2 separate regions of the Triticum aestivum genome follow, and region 2 is linked to region 1. A link is a contact called in public HiCAR-type data. All regions are on one chromosome and are shown on one strand. The core of a region is the stretch at or near the end of the contact, and the rest is flanking DNA. Distances in the headings are between cores, read along the strand shown. Region 1 holds the start of LOC123167484. Region 2 holds the start of LOC123166103 (BTB/POZ and MATH domain-containing protein 1-like).

Region 1 (3,887 bases), core at 686-3,185:
GTCCAACAAAGCACAAACTATAAACGTTTCCCAACCCCCTGTAGTTTGAGGTTAAGGCTTGGGCGTTACTCCATCACGGAGCCCGTCGATTTTGAGTTTCCCAAAGCGTTCATGTTTCCTTCACAATTGCCGGGTCTCTTTTTGGGGGTGGGATGGGAGTCTGGCTGGGCAAATTTGGTGCATTTGGATCATCAAAATGTTACACCAGCCGCCCGACCTTCACAGAAGTGCCCTCATGCGGTGACAAAATAAGAAACACTCTCTTCCTTTTATGTTTTGCGTCTAGAATATCCGTATCACCCCCTTCTTTGTTGCTTGCATTAGTCAACAACAACTCCAACTATTTTTCGGTGTTTTAATAAAGCTAACACGCATTCCACTTTTCCTCCTCTAAATGTCTTCATGGCATTGGACCTCATTCTCTCCCCTGTCAAAATCATCCTCCCGTGTGTTGTGCATAAAACTGAAATGAGCCTCTGCCCTGATTGCTCCGTCCTTTGGCGGGTCCTCGCTTGTTGCATCATCTTAGAGATGGTCACCAACTCCAATTAGCGCGTAGATTCTTGAAGACCAGAAAGCTTGCAAATGGATGCCATCGCCATGCTTCTTGAAAATGTGCCCAATCATGATGGCATACTGAGCAACAATCACACAATTGGCTTCTCACCATGTATGACTAAAACTTTGTTCTTGAGTGGCTTTCGAACATCCAGTTTAATACTCATGCGAAAAAAGTTTATTGAAAATCCTGAGATGCTTACTCGGCAGTAACAAATCCACCAACCATGCTAGCAAGGGTTTTTAACATATCGATAAACCCGTCCAGGAGGTCGTGAATCAGAATTCAAATATTCACATGACGTAGCTTGGATGTGGATGGCTTTGCAAATCCATCATAAGGTGCTAGAACTAGGGCGAAGCCTTTGTATGTCCATGGAACCCCTTCCCTCTCCTTTTCCTAGTCACCTAGACAAGAAAACTGCATTGTGTAAAGGTTCTAATCTACATACTTGATCTTCACTTCTTGAGCTACGTCCCATGACACTCGCATGTTCTTGTAAAACCAAAACATACTCCATTCTCTGTTCGTGTGCATCCGGGCTATAGTCGTCCAACGGGTTGCCTTCATTCGTGGCGGCGCCTCATTCTCAAACACAACATTGTCGAAATAATCTTCATTGAGGCATAATTCCTTCATCATTGCTTGTAGATCGCCTTGGTCCATCGCCGCAGCCTTCAAAAGTCTCCACCGCCATGAAACCCTAGCCCGAGAGTAGCTATCGAGCTAACATACTAACCCCTGATCAGCATGAGAACCCTAACCAAGGTCGAGCGACGATGCACGATCACCCCTACTCCAGCCCGAGCGAGGACCAAGCAGGAGAGGGCTGGGAAAACTCAATACCAGTGGGGGAGACGAGACGCCGAGATGGCAGAAACCCTAGCGGGGAGGGAAGTTTGGGCAGCCCTCAAAAAAAAAAGTTTGGGCAGTCTACAGATACATGAGAGCGAAATGCATCCACATCCGGATCCGGCCTGCCCTAATAAACTCGGATGCCTTTTCGCTCGGGCCCACCTCCGTGCCATAAAATAAGCAGGGCACTATACAACGCAGAGTACGAACACGCATTCCTCCGCTCCCCACCAATCGAGTCGCGAGACAGTTCCCTTACATAGAACTACTCCGACGGGACGGACCCTCGTAACAGGGAGACGATTTCGCGAACGCAAAGCTCATGCAGTTTACCGACTCGCCCGGCCTCGACTTGACCCACCCGCAAGCTAAATGCATGGGGCCCAGGGGCCGGTGAGACGGGTCCAGAAACACCGGGTCTAGGGCTCTAGGCGGCGGCCACTGCTGTCCGCCTCCTCCTCCTCGCCCAACTCGCGTCCGCCTCCGTCTCCGCATCCACTTATAAAAGCCACCCGCCCTCCCGTCGCCTCCCTCTTTTCCTGTATTTCTGCCAGAGAAAAGAAAGAAATCACACCTCCCATCCATCTCAGGGCGGCGGCGTGCGCGAGTTCGTCTCCTGCGGCTCTCCCCATGGCGGAGTACGACGAGCAGGGCATGGCCATCGCGGCCGCCGAGATACTTCTCAGCCTCCGGACCAGGAAGCTGGCCCGGTGGCCGGAGTGGGTTCCCCGGCCGTCCAACGACCTTGCCCCGGCGGCGGCGGATCTCCAGCGGCCGGAGGATGCGGAGGACGAGCTTCCGCCGATTCCGGAGCGATGGCCGAAGCGGCCGCGGTTGTCGCCCCGTGCGGTGGCGAAAGGAACCGCGTGGCTGGTGTCGTGGGAGAGTCCCTTTGCGCGGCTGGGTGAGCCTGTTCTCGCCAGATCCGGCGCGTGCTCCAGCGGGGAGGAAAGGGCGCGGTCGCACCCGCGCGTCACGAAGGCGAAGCGCGCGCCTTTGGCGGCGCGGAGGCCGGAGACGCCGCCGTACTACGTCTCGGCCACCGGATCCGGCCCTTCCACGAGCGGCATGGACCGTGCGCGGTCGCGGCGGCGGCCGCGCGTGAGCGAGAAGGCGCAGGCAACGGCGGCCGCGTGGACGGACGGCGCCATGGACCGTGCGCGGTCGCGGCGGCGGCCGCGCGTGAGCGAGAAGGCGCAGGCAACGGCGGCCGCGTGGACGGACGGCGCCATGGCGGCATCGAGCCCGGAGACGCCCTTCGACTACGCCAACGCCGCTGGATCAGGGGCGTCCTCGAGCGGGGACGAGGTGGCGCGGTCGACGGCGAAGCGCAAGGCGCAGGGGCCGGGCGGATCCGGAGTGCCTTCCAGCGGCGACGAGGGGTGCAGCTCGCCGGCGAAGCGCGCGCGGGCGGACGTCTCCATCGCCGGCGCCGTGCAACCCGCGCCAGGCGCGGTTAAACTTGAGGTGAGTTTTTTTTCAATCGCCTCGTCGCTTTCTCATTCCTTGCGGTTTATTCGTCTCGCTTTTGGACTCTGGAGGCCTTTCTTGCATCCCAATCTTGTTTAAGTCGCGTGAATTGCAGCAGTATTCCCCCCTCGGTTCTGTGAGACTCTGTCGAGGAGGTTCCTTTGCCGTGATTTTTTTGGGGTGTCCCATCGTTGGTGTGTTCATACGTGTGGCGTGGTGTTCTTCGTTTGAATCTGGGGGCTTATTGTGATTCTAACCGGATAGTATGCGCTGGGTAGAGGATGGAGTTCTTGTGTTCCGGCGCCGGAGAGGATAAATCGTTCATTCTCTGGCAACGGACTCGGGCCTCCGGGGTCGTTTTCGTGAGCGTATGGCTTTTGTGTGGACCCTTGGCTTGGCCGTTGGCACCGTGTCTAGTGTAGCTGGAGGTAGCCGATGGGCGACGGGGCAGGGTAGATAGATGGAGTAGTTCTGTTATACGCCGCATTTATCGCTTTTATTTATTCCTCGCCCCATCCAATCAGTAATAGTAATAGGGGAGAGAAAAATACGAAGTAGCAAGCGTGAAATCTTGAGTACTAATTTCGTGAAGTCGATTATTGCGGGGTTTTGAATTGGAAGGCGAATTGATTAATTATTGTGTGTGTCGTTAGATACGGATTTGGCATTACTCCTACTCAATTACTCCTTCCGTTCCTAAATATTTTTCTTTCTAGTCATTTCGACTACATAGGAAGTAAAATGAGTGAATCTACACTCTAAAATATGTCTACATGTGATAGTCATTTGAAATGCCTAGAAAGACAAATACTCCCTCTGTAAACTAATATAAGAGTTAGTTTACGGAGGACTATTTAGGAACGGAGGGAGTAGTACATATTGTGTTGTGTGGACGAATCCCCATCGCCATCATGTGATGGCTTCGTTCCTTCCTCTGCGCGTGGTCCCTCGTGTTATGTTGGGCCGCCTGTTTCCCGCACTCTCCGCGCGTGTTTCTCACCCT
Region 2 (4,171 bases), core at 359-2,858, 460 kb before region 1:
ATTGTCTCCACGCTGATCACGCACCCCGTATTGCGAGTCGCACCTGCGCGTCGACCCTCCTCTGCCCAAATCCATGTCTGACTCAGGCACACCACTCTGACCGCTCCCTGAAGAAGGCACCGGTGAGAAACCATGGCTCCTCCCCGTCGGGGAAGGAGGTGACCGCGGCCAGATGAATCAAAACTCGATACTGCAAAGTCTTCGGCAAAAAGGCCTCCCGCTGCTCCTCCGGCTCCAGCACCGCCAGCCACCTGCGCGTGGGGATCGTCTCCGGCTCAGCCGTCCAAGCAATCAACTTGAAGGATGCCAGATCAGACCGCAACGAGGTCTCCGACGCGATGGACTCAATGAAGCACGAGCCGCCCAACAGACTCTCCACCACCTCGAGCTCCCAAGCAGGGGGGGTCCCTTCCAACTCCAGACTGACCCTGGTCCTTAGCGCCGCGAACACTGCCTGGTTTTGCCTGATCCATCGCCTGAACGCGACCCTGAGCCCTCTGAACTCCAGCACCGGCTGTAGACCCACACCGACCCGATCCTCTTGCCTTGCAAACACAACCAGAAAATCCTCCGGCGAGTACCTATGAACGGAGACTCTGTCAGGCGCGATGCCCCTCTTCTCTTGCAATGCCTGGAGCACCAGCTCCGACGAGAGCTCGGACCTGTCATCATCCACGTAGACCACCATGGCGTTGTGAAGCCTGCCCTCGAGCTCGGCCATGGCCCTGGATCTCCGGACGACGCAAAGCTCAGCCGGCTCCGACTCCATATCAACCGACACCTCCAGCCGCGGTGGCGCAGGACGGGGCCACGCCGCCGGCGCAAGCGCTGCCACGGGCGACGAAGCAGAGGGCGGCAGAGCGCGCGAAGCCGACAAGGGCAGCCTGGACGGGCCCGCGCGCACGAGACGAGCTTCTGGCAACCTTGGCGACAACATCACGCCGAAGCTCCTTGACCGGCGACGGACTGCGCGGCCTCTTGCACTGGCTGGCGATGTGGCCGGGCAAGCCGCAGCGGAGACACACCACCTTGTTAGTGCAGTCCTTGAGGAAGTGCCCCTTCTCTAGACACTTGAAGCAGCGATCTCTCATCTCCGGCGAGACCTCACGCGGCCAGGCGACGGGCGCCGCGGGGCCTCCACCGGTGGCCGCTCCTCGCGACGACGCTTCCAGAGAGTCCTCTTGGACGCAGGCACCGGCTGCCACGACGAGATCCGCCGCGACGGGCCGCCCTCGGGACCCTCCACCGGCCCCACCAGCGGAACACCGGCCCCGGCCGAGCTCTCCGACGCAGACGCGGACGAGAGCCCCAGCCCGGAGACGACCGGCCGCTCACCCTGGAAGGACGAGTTCACAGACCGCGGACTAGAGGCCATGCGAGCGCCGGGGAGGGAGAAGAAGGGGAGGGAAGGAGACTTGCCGCGCACGGAGGGAGGGGAAGGGTGGCCGCCGTAGCCGGCGGGAAGGTGGACGCCGGCGTCGGAGTGACGCACGGCGGCGGCTCGGCGCTCTCGCATTAGAAAACCGTCAATACTCTATTTTGCTGCCAGATCGTCTTTCGACGATTCGGCGGCCTCCACAGCCGAGACAAAACCCTAGCGGGGAGAGAAGCGACTAGCGGCGGCGGCCACGAGAGAAGGCGTACACACGACAGCAGGTCGGCCGAGCTGCCTGATCAGTGATCGCCACCATCAGCAGGACTGCCGCCGCCACCTCGGCGGTCAGCAAGCCATTGAGTGAGTGCTTGTTTTGCGCTCTTCTTAATTTCGATTGTTGAATTGTTTGTGAGTTTCAGAATTGGTGTACTACGTATTGGATTGGCAATTTGATGATAAAAATTCTAATTTAAATTACTACTTAACAATTATTCAGTGAGCAAGAGATCTAAGATATGGACTCCAACGCGGACCACCATGGTGGGTTCTGCTGCTCTCCAGCTCAAAGTAGACTACGAGCAAATCAAACAGCTTCCCACGGGCACGGCCGTCCACTCAGACGTCTTCTCCGCCGGGGGGCACAGTTGGAGGATTGACTGCTACCCGCATGGGTCCGATAAGTCCGACACGGGCGAGTGTTTCTCTATCTTCGTCAGGCACATGAGCAAAACCAGAAGAGTCAAGGCCATCGTGGAGGCCTTTCTGATGGACAGGAATGGCGAACCATGTAAATCATTCACAAAAAGGTCATGTGTTCATGACTTCTCAATCAACAACGTCGGTGATGATAAAAATTGCAGTGGTGATGATGATGACGATGACGGTGACAACTGGGGGTGGAGCAAGTTCGTCGACAGAGCTACTTTGGAGAAATATTACGTCACATTTGGGTGCACCGTCATGGTCTTAGATGACGGCTCTATTCCCGTGCCACCTTCAGATATTGGGATCCATCTCGGCTCCGTGCTAGATCGCAACGACGGGACTGATGTATCATTCATCGTCGAAGTTGAGACATTCCGTGCGCACCGGGTGGTGCTTGCCGCCCGCTCACCGGTATTTAGAGCAGAGCTCTTCGGTTCCATGGCTGAGGCTACACTGACATCCATCACACTACATGACATCACGCCTAAGATATTCAAAGTTATGCTTCGATTTCTATACACTGATGAATTGCCTGCAGAAATCGAGCTTGGTGATTCTTCCAGTGAGATGTTTCAGAATCTAGTTATTGCAGCTGATTGCTATGCACTTGACCGCCTGAAGATTATTTGTGCTAAAAAATTATGGGACAATGTATCGATAGATACAGTTTCAACTACTTTAGCTTGCGCCGAAACGTATAATTGTCCTCAATTGAAGAACAATTGCATTGACTTCTTGTTACTGGAGGAAAATTTCAAGGAGGCAGCGCTCACTAAAGGTTTTGCATTGTTGGTTTTGAAATTCCCATTGATCATTGCTGAGCTCAAAAATAGGGTTAGGACATACCATAGTACTCCCTCTGTCCTATAATGTAAGACGTGTTTTGACACTAATAAGATACATCGACATATATAGTTTTGGTATTTAAGAATATATGGCTTTAGTGTCGTGTTTTGGAATATTGATCCGTGGTATCTGGTAAGCATTTTGGGGCATTTATTTACCTTTATTTCATGAGCTTGGAGCTTGATCCTTAAACTCATCTTATTGCATGATCATAATCTAATCTTGCAGGGCGAAGCTTGGAAAAATATATCCAACATAGGTGTCACACTTTTTATGTTGACTGGTGTAAGAGTATTATGTCACTTATAAAAAAGATAGTTAGAAATCATTTGTGTCATTTGACCTCAGGGACTAGCTCCTGCATCACTTGGGCTTAGTTGCTACCGAGTTACATTCAGAAATGCAGGGTGGGGTGGAGGATAGATAACTCAGATGCAAAGCTAATGATATTGTGCCCAATTAACAGTTTATTTGTTTTTTATGTTTCCGATATCTTGGATAAGTCCTCTCCTGAAGTTTTAGCTCCATGGGTACTATTTGACCAATACAAGCATGTTGGAGGTGCAGACATCTGAGTTCTTTATATTGGCATGGCAGACTTCTGGAGTACACCATTTGCATACTTCAGGGTGAAATATTGTTCTGTTATTCATCTCATAACTGAACAGTGATATCCAGATGTCCCCTCAGCAATGCTTCGTGGTTGTTTGGATGTTAAGAATTGGACGTCTGCTTTTGCAAAACCAGTTTTTAGAAGATTTTAGGAAAACAAGTTTTATTTAGTTCTTCTGTTAAGTCTATATAGCTTGTTTGGATGGGAGAAAACAGAAAACTGGCGCCAATGGAGTTGATGCCAGGCTGGCGCGGCGCTGCCGTGGGCGCACATGCCGTGGCGGGCACCAGCGTGGCACTTTCTGGCCGCTGCACTCGCAGTGCCCTGCAACACCTAAAAGAGACCGGGGCGGTTGAGATGCACCTTAAGAGCATCTCCAGCCGAGCTCCCAACAAGGCCCCTCCCCCCTCCCCCAAGGCCCTTTTTTATCGCCGGCGCCGAAAAATTGGCCCAGTTGCATTCCCAGGAGCCCACTTTTCGTCGGTTAGGGTCGAATTTGGCGCCGGCGGACCCAGGCCGAACACGGCTCCCGGGGGCGCCGAGGGAAACAGTTTTGCCGCGAAAGCCTGGCGGGCCTGCCCAGTCAGCGACCCGGTGCGTCGTCGTCCTCATCGCCTCGGTTTCCCGTGGGG

What was found. HiCAR-type assays count read pairs that join an accessible place to other places.
Region 2: a HiCAR-type map of leaf shows a contact between it and region 1, with 5 times the contacts expected there. The contact joins the promoter of LOC123166103 here to the promoter of LOC123167484 in region 1. A contact is called at or near these places in 1 of 5 Hi-C or Micro-C datasets (leaf) and 1 of 1 datasets of contacts at active chromatin or transcription factors (leaf).

The regions. Positions count from the first base shown.
Region 1 is chr7D:231,917,108-231,920,994 of IWGSC CS RefSeq v2.1, reverse strand. LOC123167484 reads left to right here and starts at 1,935. Exons shown (of 2, transcript XM_044585324.1): 1 at 1,935-2,881. The coding sequence starts at 2,045.
Region 2 is chr7D:232,379,059-232,383,229 of IWGSC CS RefSeq v2.1, reverse strand. It overlaps LOC123166103 (BTB/POZ and MATH domain-containing protein 1-like), which reads left to right and starts at 1,608. Exons shown (of 2, transcript XM_044583866.1): 1 at 1,608-1,735; 2 at 1,872-2,950. The coding sequence starts at 1,735. The coding sequence ends at 2,950.